Linked DNA regions of Sus scrofa: all the other regions are linked to region 2. Evidence: chromatin contacts called from public Hi-C data. All regions are on one chromosome and are shown on one strand. The core of a region is the stretch at or near the end of the contact, and the rest is flanking DNA. Distances in the headings are between cores, read along the strand shown. Region 1 has its middle 18 kb from the start of ST3GAL1. Region 2 holds the start of WISP1 (WNT1-inducible-signaling pathway protein 1). Region 3 overlaps TG (thyroglobulin).

Region 1 (3,832 bases), core at 1,118-3,617, 200 kb before region 2:
CTTTCCCCTCGTGTTTTAAAACAGGTGGACTGGGCATGTTTTAAAACAACTCTCCTGAAACTTTGTCCAAAACAGGGAGCCGTAGTTGGTGTCGATTTGTGGATTGCTGGAACATTCTTCCCTTTGTAAGTCCCCCAGGAAGGGGGCTGGGAGGATCAGGGGCTCCCCCAAGCCCCAGGAGTCAAAGCCTTGGATTCAGACACGAGCCTTCTCTGTGCAGTAGGCAGGATGATTGGATGATTCCTGATTTGCCTGCTCATGGGAGGGCGTGAAAAACTAACAGACTTCACATGTATATGTAAAATAAATATATGTATATATATTATATCCTTATGAGATATAGCTCACCAACAAATAGATCAAAGAAGAAATCAAAAAAGAAGATGTTTAGAGTGATAATAAAATTCTACATATCAAAGTTTGGGATGCAGCTATAAGCAGCATTTAGAGGTCACAGGCATAAAACCATACACCTAAATATATATATTTCATTTGATAAATATGTACCGAGGGCCACTAGGGACAGAGGATGGGCAGACGAGTTCTCTCCCATCGGAAGGTCACAGTCTTAGTGGGGGACAGGCTGGCAGCCAGACAGTGGCCACACCATGAAAAGTAGAATATTATTAATAAAACGCACGATTCCCTTTCACGTGCTGTCAAAAGGGCCAGTGCTCTGCCTCCACTAATCTTATTTAATCCTGCAACAACCCTGCCAAGAGGCAGCGTTCCTTCTAGAGGAGACTCGAACAAGGAAACCTAACTTCCAGGAAGTGAAGTGACTTGCCAGGGAGGAAGGGTATAGCCAGGAAGGACCTCAAAAGCAAGGGCCTGAGTCCCCCCCCCACCCCCCCTCCAAGAGCTTGGGGCCAGGGAACTGCCTGCTTTGCTCTGAACCAAGCAGGGTGGAGGTGAGCCCCCACGGACTGGTCCCCCTGCCCTGGGAATGCCTGGTGCAGCCAGAAGTTTCACCCTGACCTTGGCCAAGGGATCGACCAGAACAACAAGAGACAGTGGCCACCAGAGGGTGCAATGGAATCACCTTCAGCCAGATTTTCAGCACCATTGGGTTGGGACCAAAGGGGCTGGAAAACCACAAGAGAAAACACACAAGTCCAGGTCAGAAGTAGAAAGATTTGGCACCAGAGAATATTAGGTCCACACCCTCCAGAGAAGGAAGGGCGTTGAGATCTCTGCCACTCAGCCAAGAGAAGTGAGTCAAGGGGGGAAAGCCTGGATGCAGCCGGAAAAGCTCAAACCCGAGCAAATGTCAACTGGCTAAAAAGCTTTGAATGGTGTCCCATTGCAAAGCTGGCCTCAGGCCTGGAACTCTGGGCCTCAGAACTTCACTAGCTTCAGATCTCCCTCTTCTTCTTTTTGGGGGGAAGAGGGGTGGCTTTTAGGGCCATACCCGCAGCATATGGAGGTTCCCAGGCTAGGGGTCCCATCAGAGCTGTAGCCACTGGCCTATGCCACAGCCACAGCATGCCAGATCTGAGCCACATCTGCGACCTACACCACGGCTCATAGCTCAGATCTTTAACCCACTAGGCGAGGCCAGGGATCTAACCAGTGTTTTCATGGAAACTAGTCAGATTCCTTTCTGCTGAGCCACGGTGGGAACTCCCAGACTCTTACTCTTTTTCTGAGACTCATAGCTTTGTAACCTATGTGTTACAAAGCCTGATCTCTTGGAACCTTAGTTTCTTTTCTTTCTTCTTCTTTTTGCTTTTTAGGGCAGCACCCATGGCATAGGGAGGTTCCCAGGCTGGGGGTGAAATTGGAGCTGCAGCTGCTGGCCTACACCACAGCCATAGCAACTTGGGATCCAACCCTCTTCTATGACCTACACCACAGCTCATGGTGACGTCAGATCTTTAACCCCCTGAGCAAGGCCAGGAATCGAACCCACAACCTCAGGGATACTCGCTGGATTCGTTTCTACTGAGCCACAACTGGACCTCTGGAACCTTAGTTTCTCAATCTGTAAAGTGGGTATTAAATGACAGAGTAGCTATAAAGCCAAGAAGGCAGCATCCCAGCCTCTGAGTCCTTTCTGTGTGCCAGGCTTTCGTGATGCATTTTCTCACTTCGTTCTCACAAGAGGCCTAAGGGTGAGATGGCGTTGCCACCTTCGTGGAAGGTCTGGGGCTCAGAGACCTTGGTTACTTGCTGCAGCCACACACTCTGTAAGGGATCAGGAGGATTCAAGGTCAGACCTGGCTCTGTCAGGCTAGTGCTGCGGCCACCAGTAAGCCCTACCTCCCAGTGACTTACAACCGAATAACAAGGTTTGTTCCCTGCAGTGTCACAGTCTGAGGGGTTTGGCAATCTCTCCCTGTGGTGACTTGGGTCCCCTAGCTGTTTTCATCTTGTGCCAACTCCAACTTCAATCGGTGGCCTTCAAGGTCACGGGCAAAGGGAGGGGGGGTGATGACTCACTAATTCTTTTTTTTTGTCTTTTTAGGGCCGTACCCGTGCCAGATGGAGGTTCCCGGGCTAGGGGGAGAATCGGAGCTACAACTGCCGGCCTGCACCACAGCCACAGCAAAGCCAGATCTGAGCCGCGTCTGCGACCTACATCCCGATGGATCCTTATGCCACTGAGCAAGACCAGGCATTGAACCTGCATCCTCGGGTTCATTTCTGCTGAGACGGGAAGTCTGACTCACTCATTCTTAACTCTCTCTGCCTGGAGTTGACACCCATAGCTTCCGCTCAAGGTCCAGGGGCCAGAGCTACCCACGTGGTCCCAACAAGGGGCGGGAGGCTGGGAGATGTGGTGGAGCATCTGGGATTCAGAGGGGCAGTGTCTCCACCCACGTCTTTCCCTGACGTCACCCACATCAAGGAGCTGGCTGGTGAGAGGCCCCCTGGTCCTGCCCTGGTGAGACCCGAGTCTGCCTGGGCCAAGGGCTCCATGCTGTGGGCTCAGGGAATGGCAGACGGACCAGCCCAGACCCTAGGGAGGGACCCCAGCCTAGGCTCCATCAATGCCTCCTGCTATCCGAAGGGCTGCAGTGTGGACCAGGAGCTGGGTGTGTTCCTGTGCTTATTCCCTTCGCCGGGCTCCTTCTGTGCAGATCCTTCTTCCACTGCGGACTCCCCAGTGAAGGCAGGAGCAGCCCTGTGTCCGACGGGGGGATTCTTCTAGAAGCCCTGAAGGAAGGCCTTCAGGTTACACATTCCTCACAGCCAGAGCTCTGTGATGGAAGAGGAGGGAAGGTGGGGGTGGTGGGTCAGGACCAGAAACAATGAGAGAGAAAAGCTGGCTGTCAGGGTTTCATTTAAACTTAGGTTTTCTAAAGAAATCTGAGCCCATAGAATTGTTCCAGAAATAGAGCTGTGACTGCAGGCACGTCCTGGAAACCCGACTTCCTGTTGCACACACGTGGCTTCCCTTTACCAGCTGAGCTTTCCGAATAAAGACGGAAAATGCACGGGCCAGCCTCTCCAGGTCCCGGTTGCGAAAGAGTCAGGCTTCCCCGTCCGATGCACGTAGGCTCGGCGGAGGGTGGGAAGCTGGGAAAGAGCCCAGCTGATCAGGAGATGCCTCTGGGCAGATTCTTCCCAGGGCACCGGGTCCCTGGGAAACCAGGTCCCTGCCCAGGGGGCCAAGGTCCTGCCCCAGCCCTGCCCTTGCCCTCCAGCTCGGCCACCTCTCCTTGCTGGGCTGTGGCGATTGCCTCCCTTCCTGCTGTGGCACTAGCTGGCTGGATGGGGGCAGGACGAACCCTCTGGCCCTCAGGAGAGTCATCTGCTACCCTCTCCGCTTTGGCTGGAGGACACATCCCCCTTCCCTTCTGACACCCACCTTCTCCCCCCACCCTGG
Region 2 (3,710 bases), core at 904-3,403:
GCCCTGGATGGGATTTGGCGCCACAGCAAAACGTGGGTTGCCATTTGCCTCTCGGCCCTCACTCGGGGCGTTCAGGCTCTGTCCTGGCAGTTCCTGAATCAGACAAGGGGGTGGGGGTGCAGTGGGTGTCCCCAGAGAAGGCGCCTGGGGCCGGGGTGGCCCAGTAGAGATCTCCTCCCAGAAGCCCTTCCTCCATCCTGCTGTCTGGGTGGCCCGGACTCCCAGCTCCTGTGCTGCGCGTGCCCTGACCGAGCCTGGGGACCTGCACCCCCACTTCCCCAGACCTGCACTCCCTCTTCCCCAGCTCCAGTTGCTCTGAGGCCATAACAGAGGGTTCTGTGCCCTGGGACCCCCGCATACCTCCCTTCTCCTCCTTGCTGAGACCTCGCTCTTCCACCCCCTCACCTCTGCTCCATCCACCCCTGGTCCTCCCAGACACCGGAACCCTGAAACAAAGCCTGATTTGGGGCCTTCTAGTTGCTCCAGTTGGTCAGAAAGCTCTGGAAGAGAGAGTGGGTTTTGGAGGGAAAGATTAAGTCTGAGCCCTCGCACCGATTCTTATGAGACCCTGTCTCCATTTCTTTCGCTTGTGAAATGGAATTCACATCCTTTCTTTGGGAAACTGCTGTTAAGGGCGGGAGTCCTGCAAAGTATGGAGGATTTAACAGCGCGTTGCCCAGGCGCCCCCCCTGCTCTCATCACACCCCCTGGCCCCCCAGTGCGTGGAGGTTCATCCATCACTCAGTTCCTGCGAGCAGCCGCCCTGGGCTTGGCCGTAGGCTCGCAGCCTCAGATTTGGTTGAATCAGAGCCAGCATCTCTGAGTCCACGAGCAGGTACCTCCCCCCAAGCCTCAGTTTCCTCATTCAGGAACGGGCACTTTGATCCCAAAGAAAGCGGTCGGTCCCAGGGAGTGGTGATAATCTGCCTCTTGCCATCCTCCCTCCGTCTGTCTCTCAGCCTTACTCCTGGCAGCCGGCCCCGGCCCCGGCTGTGGGATCTTGGATCCAGAAGCTCTTCGCAGCTGCCCACCTCCTGCCCGGCCTGTGCCTGCTCCACGCCCCGAGCCAGCAGGCGGGCTCTGTGCTGCCACGTGTCTTGCTCCCTGGCTTCTTGGGGGTGCAGGCTTTTCTCCCTTCCCCTCCGTGAGCCTGGGGATGGAGGTGGGGGAGAGACAACCCTCAGAGTCCCCCGAAACAGAGGGCTTCCTGAGCAGGACCTGAATGTGCCCGCTTCACAAACTGTAGAGGGCTGTGCCAGCCCAAGGCAGAGGCAGTCAGGATTAGAGAACCATCATAACCACTGTTTGTTCAAGGGAATGCTTTTGTTGAAAGCTGGCACTTCCCCTTCCAGCTTTTTTTGGCCTCTCCATCTCCCTTCCTTGTAGCCTCTCCGACGCATGGGGACTTGTTTTCCCAACTCAGAGACTCTAGAAATCTAGCAACAGTCTTCTTCACTTTATGCTGCTCAGAGAGGGTGAGTGACTAGCCCAAGGTCACACAGCCAGTCTGGGCAGATCTAGGTGTGGCGTCAAAGCCCCCTGGCTCTCAGATCCTCCTCCGAGCGAGCCCCTTTCTGCTGCATTTCAGGTGGGAAGGAGGGCGTGAAAGTCCTGTTTGTTTTGTTTGCTCACCCTCGCCCCTCAGTGGGCCCCCCCGGCCCCCCCCACCCGCCCGAGACATTCCAGCCTTTCTCATCCTGCCCCCCCACCGCAGCAGGACTGATGGAGAAGGGAGCTGGGTCCCCTCTCTGTGCAAGACTCACCGTGGCCAGGGCGCTGCCTGATGCTGCTGCTGCTGCTGCTGCTGTCACTGCCGCCAGCGTCCAGGGCAGGAACCACCTCATGCCTGGAAGTCAGGGGCAACGGCATCTAAGGAGCAGCCCGAGGATCCGGCCACCTCTCAGGGGAGCTGGGCGAGACTGACCTGTCCCATCAGGGGCGCCAGATACGCCTCTTCCCGCAGCCCTTGGGGGGTTTTATTAAAGCAAGATCTGACGTCAGGGTTAAGGACAAACCCTGCATTTGCCTCTGAAAAAAACTTTTCCTGCCTCTCTCTCTCTTTTTTCTTTCTTCCCTCTGTCCCCACCTCCAGCCCAGGCTTGGCCAGCCCCGGGCTCTGACAGCTCTTAAAGGGAAAGTTACAAGGCTAAGATTTCACACCGGGGGTAAATTCTCACAGAAGGAGCTGGGGTCAGGCTGCCTGGGCATTTCGCAAGAGTGAGGAGTGGGAGGGGGTGGGAGGGTGCAGGCGGAGGTGGAGGTACAGTTACAAGGGCGGGGGCTTTGAAAGCGCTCCCAGCAGAGAAAATCAACTCCCTCCCTGTCCCCCGGGGGTTTCTCCTACTTCTGGTTTGCAGTTGCCATTTCTCCCAGACTGCCAGCAAACAAGGATGAGGACGGCTTTTAGTCCTCTGATCTCGAAATGGCAGAAATTCACACATGAGCTCAGGGCTGGGGCTCCGGTTGCCATCATCACCTCCTGGACAAATTATTGTTCTGGTTTCCGATTTGCAAGAGTTCCCTCCCCTGCTTTTTAGCCTGATGCCCTTTGGTCCTGGACCTGTCTTCCTGAATCTGGGTGCGTTTCTTATCACTGCCAGGTTTGGGGTGCCTGGCCTTCACCCCCTGATGGACGTTTGCCCCTCTGATGAAAGGGTCTCCTCTGGGGTCTGGTCTGCCCTCATCCAGCCTCCCCATGCCCACGGGACCCTCAGCCACAGCCTCCTGCCCTTACTGTGCACACGTCTCAGAGCCACCAGGGCCCCATCCTTGGCAAATGGAGCTAAGATCGTGGCCCTCTCCTGGCTCCAGCCTCCCAAAGCCCACACTTTGACGTTGCCCGGAATCCCCAGTCCTGGCATGGCCTCCGAGGCCAGCTGCCTCTTCTCTTTCCACCAGTCTTCTCCTGCACCAGCCTTGGCCTCAGCGGCCTCCTTGCTGTTTCCCTTACACCCCAGCAACTTGCCATCTCTGGACCTAAGCGGGAACTCACTCCCCTGTGGTTTTTATAACAGTTACTCCTTCTCTTCCCTTTTCCTGTAACATGGACAAGGGGATGCTGAAGCCTGCACGGCTGCTTGGAGGGGGCGTATGATTGTAAGAGTGACCCCACGAGAGGTGACTTTGATGACCTTTCCATTCTTTGACATAGGGATGAGCCTCTCACCCAATTCCAGACAATGAGACAGAATGAGAAATCTGCTGGAAGCGCCTGGAAAGAATTCCATTCCTTGGGAGGAGAAAAAAAAAAAAAAAAGACTTCTCTACCCATTCTCTTTTTGCCTTGATGGCTGGAGCAGCAGCAGTCATTTTGAGCATTTAAGGCACAAACTGGAGAATGAAAAGCCAGCATGATGAGATGGTAGTGCAGAAGAAGGGCAAGAGCCTGGGTCCTTGGACCCTAAAGTGTTACTCCAATTGAACCTGGGCCTTCAGACATGCATGGAGTTTCCGCCATGGCTCAGTGGTTAACGAATCCCACTAGGAACCATGAGGTTGTGGGTTCGATCGCTGGTCTTGCCCAATTGGTTGAGGATCTGGTGTTGCTGTGGCTGTGGTGTAGGTCGCAGACGCAGCTTGGATCCTGCATTGCTGTGGCTGTGGCGTAGGCCGGCGGCTACAGTTCCGATTCGACCCCTAGTCTGGGAACCTCCATATGCCGTGGGAGCGGCCCTAGAAAAGGCAAAAAGACACACACACACATACTTCCC
Region 3 (3,346 bases), core at 518-3,017, 250 kb after region 2:
ACTTGACCTTCAGGCTGCTAGAAGGTCGCTGCTCCCATAGTACCGATGGGACAACCAAAGGCCAGAGGACCCAAGGGACTCGGCCACCAGCTGCCAAAGAGGAGCCTAGAGTCCAGCTCGCTTGCCCCCAGGGGAGGGCTCTTTCCCAAAATGAAAATGAGGGGTGTTGCTCGCCCCCTCCAGGCTGCCCGGCCCCCTCACCAGTCGCGGCGTGGCACTGCACGGGCTCCCAGCTTCCCAGTGCATCACACTGGGGCACGTAGGGGTAGGGCTGCAGAGGGCCCGATGTGCGGGGGGCATCACTCAGGGCAACACGGCGTCTCTGGTAGAAGCTAAAGGCTGGAGGTGGAGACAGAAGCAGAGGCGTGAGCAGAGCCGCGTGGGCTCCATCCTAAGAACAGCAAGCACGTCCCTGCCCAATTGGCAGGCTTTTGTTTATGTGACAAACATTTCCACCCCGAGGAGGACAGAGGGACCCTGAGCAGCGGGCAGGCCCTCACCACACTGCCCTTTCAAAATAAAAATGTGAAAACAAAACCATTGGCTGGGAGTTCCCATGGTGGCTCAGTGGGTTAAGAACCTGACTGGTATCCATGAGGATGCGGGTTGGATCCCTCATTCAGTGGGTCAAAGGGTCCGGCATTGCCATGAGCTGCAACTAGGTCACCGATGTGGCTCTGATCTGGTGTTGCTGTGGCTGTGACCTAGGCCGGTAGCTGCAGCTCCAACTGGACCCCTGGCCTGGGAACCTCCATATGCCACAGGCGAGGCACTAAAAAGACAAACAAACAAACAAAAAAAAATGGTGGCTGAAGTTTGAATGAACTCTCATCTCATGGTGTCTTCTGGTGTGGGAATAACGTGCTCACTGCACGTCTCCCAGGCGCCAGGCCAGCTCCCTTCCCTCCCTGCTCCCCACCCCACCCCACCCCCCGCACCCCAGGCCCCGGGCACCGCTGCCATGTTCTGCTGGCCAAAGGCGCTCAGTCGCCTCAGTCTCTGTGCTGGGCCTTCAATCCCCAGACTCTCGGGGACCAGGAGGTCTGCCCAAAAGAACCCCCCAACTATGCAACAGCAGAGACGCCTCTGCTCATCTGGAGGGGTCCCAAGAAAAGTGGGAACCCGCGTCCTGTGCTAAAGACCCTTCCTAGTTTCCCAGTGGCCTGAGACAGGTGTCGTCAGAGCTGTGGCTCCGTGGAGGGAGGGGCGCTGCCTCCGCCCGACTTCTGAAGAAAATGGCATCGACACTCAGGGAGCCCTCTGGCACCAACAGCTCTCTCCCCGCTTCCTCTAAATTTCCCTCCGGAACCAACATGGTCACAACTCGGGGAACACGAGTCCCTCTTTGGCCCCTGGATTACGTCATGCCTGTCCACACACAGGTCTGCAGAAACTGCTTCCTCGCCAAAGGCGGAATCTCCTGGTCTCCGAGGAACAGAGAAAAGAGGTGCCCGGGGAGGGAAGGCGAGAGAGGAGAGACGACGAGGCGGGAAGGAGCAAGGGGATGCTTAACCAGCATTTCCTGGGTCCTGCTGTCTGCCAGGCACCAGGCCGGGCCCCAGGATATAAAGATAAGATGGGGTGCCTTGTCCCCCCGCCGCCCAAAGAGATGGCTGGAGAGGGAGGGGCAGGGAACAAAGATGGCACTGGGCTTAGGGGACCAAAGGCAAGCGAGAGCCAACGCCAAAGCGGCAGCAGGCCTGCCAGAGCTGTGAACTCAGGGACGAGGCTCCCACCTGTGGGTGTGGGTGCTCTGTCTCAGAACCCAGGTTGTGCGGGGAGCACGGCTGTGCTGCTCTGTGACTCAGGCCCAGAGACCCAGCCACAGAAGCAGCCAAGACCGCCACACAGCGGTGGGGAACTCAGGGAGGCTTGGGGATAAATGAATCGTGTGTCCTGCCAAGTTGTGGTGGGTCAGTGAGAAGACGGCAAGAGGCCTGGGTCCTGCTGCCCAGCAGGCTGCCCATGGAGGAGGACGAGCGGGAGATGAGAAAGACCTGGGCTCTGAGCCCAGCCACACTGGAGCAAAGGGGCAGTGGGCAGAGGCCTGGGGGCCAAACTACCAGCAGAATTCTTGGCTTCCTGGTGGGCTGCAGGCACCATCTGCAATACAAAACGTGGAGCCTGGCCCCACGGCTCTGCTGGAGGATCCGGGGGCATCCTGGAGAGGTGGGCAATATTCCTGCCTTGACCGGGACCACAAGATGCATTTGTCTTTTCTGGCGCCCATGGGCCCAGGGAAACCACAGTCCCGAAGATAATGGAAGAGGAACTAATTCCAGCTCTTGCTTCCCCCAAAGAAGGAATGAGAAACCAGAAGCAAGGGGCACTCACTGGACTGTGCTGCCAGTCGAATGGCATAATCGCTCCCGCTCAGAAACTTCTCCAAGAAAGTCTCCCGGGATGGGGAGAGTGGGGGAAGGGCCAGCTCCTCATCGGTCAGCCGGATTCCTTTGGCCGCTAGGAAACTCTCTCCCAGAGGAAACTGAGAACTGTTGGAAACCATGACAATCTCTTCTGCTTCCTTAATGAACTGCAGGACGCGAAGCTTCACTTCTTCACAAGAGCCAGGACCTGGGGAGTAAAGACGTGGCAGACCATGCGTGGCTCCTCTTGACCTTCGAAGTATGTGAGCACCCGTGCGCATGCATGCACACACACACACACATACACACACACATTTCTGCCTCCGCTGTTTCCTTCACCCCTGCACTTTCCACAACCTGGACTCTTGTTTCTGTTTTATCTCCACAACTGCCTTCACTCAACATTTATGGAGTACCTAATTTGTAAGAAGATTAATCTTAGCTAATGTTTATTCCATACCAGTACCAGGCAGGTCCTATGAACATTTACACAATCTAATTTAATCCATGCAATAGCCCAGTATGATATTATTCTTATCTGTGTGTTACAGATGACAGACTGAGTCATGGGAAGTCATAGAACTTCAACAAGCTCCTAGCTGGCAAGTAGCTGCTTCAGAATTCCAGTCTCGTCAGTATGACCCCAGAACCAACCATCCTGACCAGCTGCCTCAAATGGAAGGATGGACAGGTGGATGGATTAATGGATGATAGGGAGATAATGATAGATGGATGGGTAGATGGATGGGGGAATGGATGCATGGATGAGTGGATGGATGGATGAATGGATGGATGGGGGAATGGATGCATGGATGGATGGATGGATGCATGGATGGATGAATTGATGGATGGATGGGGGAATGGATGCATGAATGAATGGATGGATGAATGGATGGGAAATGGATGCATGGATGGATGGATGGATGGATGGGGGAATGGATGCATGGATGGATGACTGGATGGATGGATGGATGGATGGA

Evidence for each region. Hi-C and Micro-C count contacts between places; a contact is called where the count stands out from the background.
Region 1: a contact with region 2 is called in a Hi-C map of retroperitoneal adipose tissue, with 2.8 times the contacts expected there. A contact is called at or near these places in 3 of 5 promoter capture datasets (fetal liver, fetal skeletal muscle and liver), 37 of 47 Hi-C or Micro-C datasets (adipocytes, adipose tissue, alveolar macrophages and 18 more) and 2 of 2 datasets of targeted methods (alveolar macrophages and skeletal muscle).
Region 3: a Hi-C map of retroperitoneal adipose tissue shows a contact between it and region 2, with 3 times the contacts expected there. A contact is called at or near these places in 2 of 5 promoter capture datasets (fetal skeletal muscle and liver), 33 of 47 Hi-C or Micro-C datasets (adipocytes, adipose tissue, alveolar macrophages and 18 more) and 2 of 2 datasets of targeted methods (alveolar macrophages and skeletal muscle).

What each region holds. Positions count from the first base shown.
Region 1 is chr4:7,912,929-7,916,760 of Sscrofa11.1, forward strand. No RefSeq gene overlaps it. Among named protein-coding and RNA genes, the nearest start is that of ST3GAL1, 18 kb to the left of the region's middle.
Region 2 is chr4:8,108,753-8,112,462 of Sscrofa11.1, forward strand. WISP1 (WNT1-inducible-signaling pathway protein 1) reads right to left here and starts at 2,154. Exons shown (of 5, transcript XM_021088876.1): 1 at 1,764-2,154. The coding sequence starts at 1,844.
Region 3 is chr4:8,358,469-8,361,814 of Sscrofa11.1, forward strand. TG (thyroglobulin) reads right to left here. Exons shown (of 50, transcript NM_001168418.1): 11 at 2,335-2,574; 12 at 202-339. Among named protein-coding and RNA genes, the nearest start is that of TG, 22 kb to the right of the region's middle.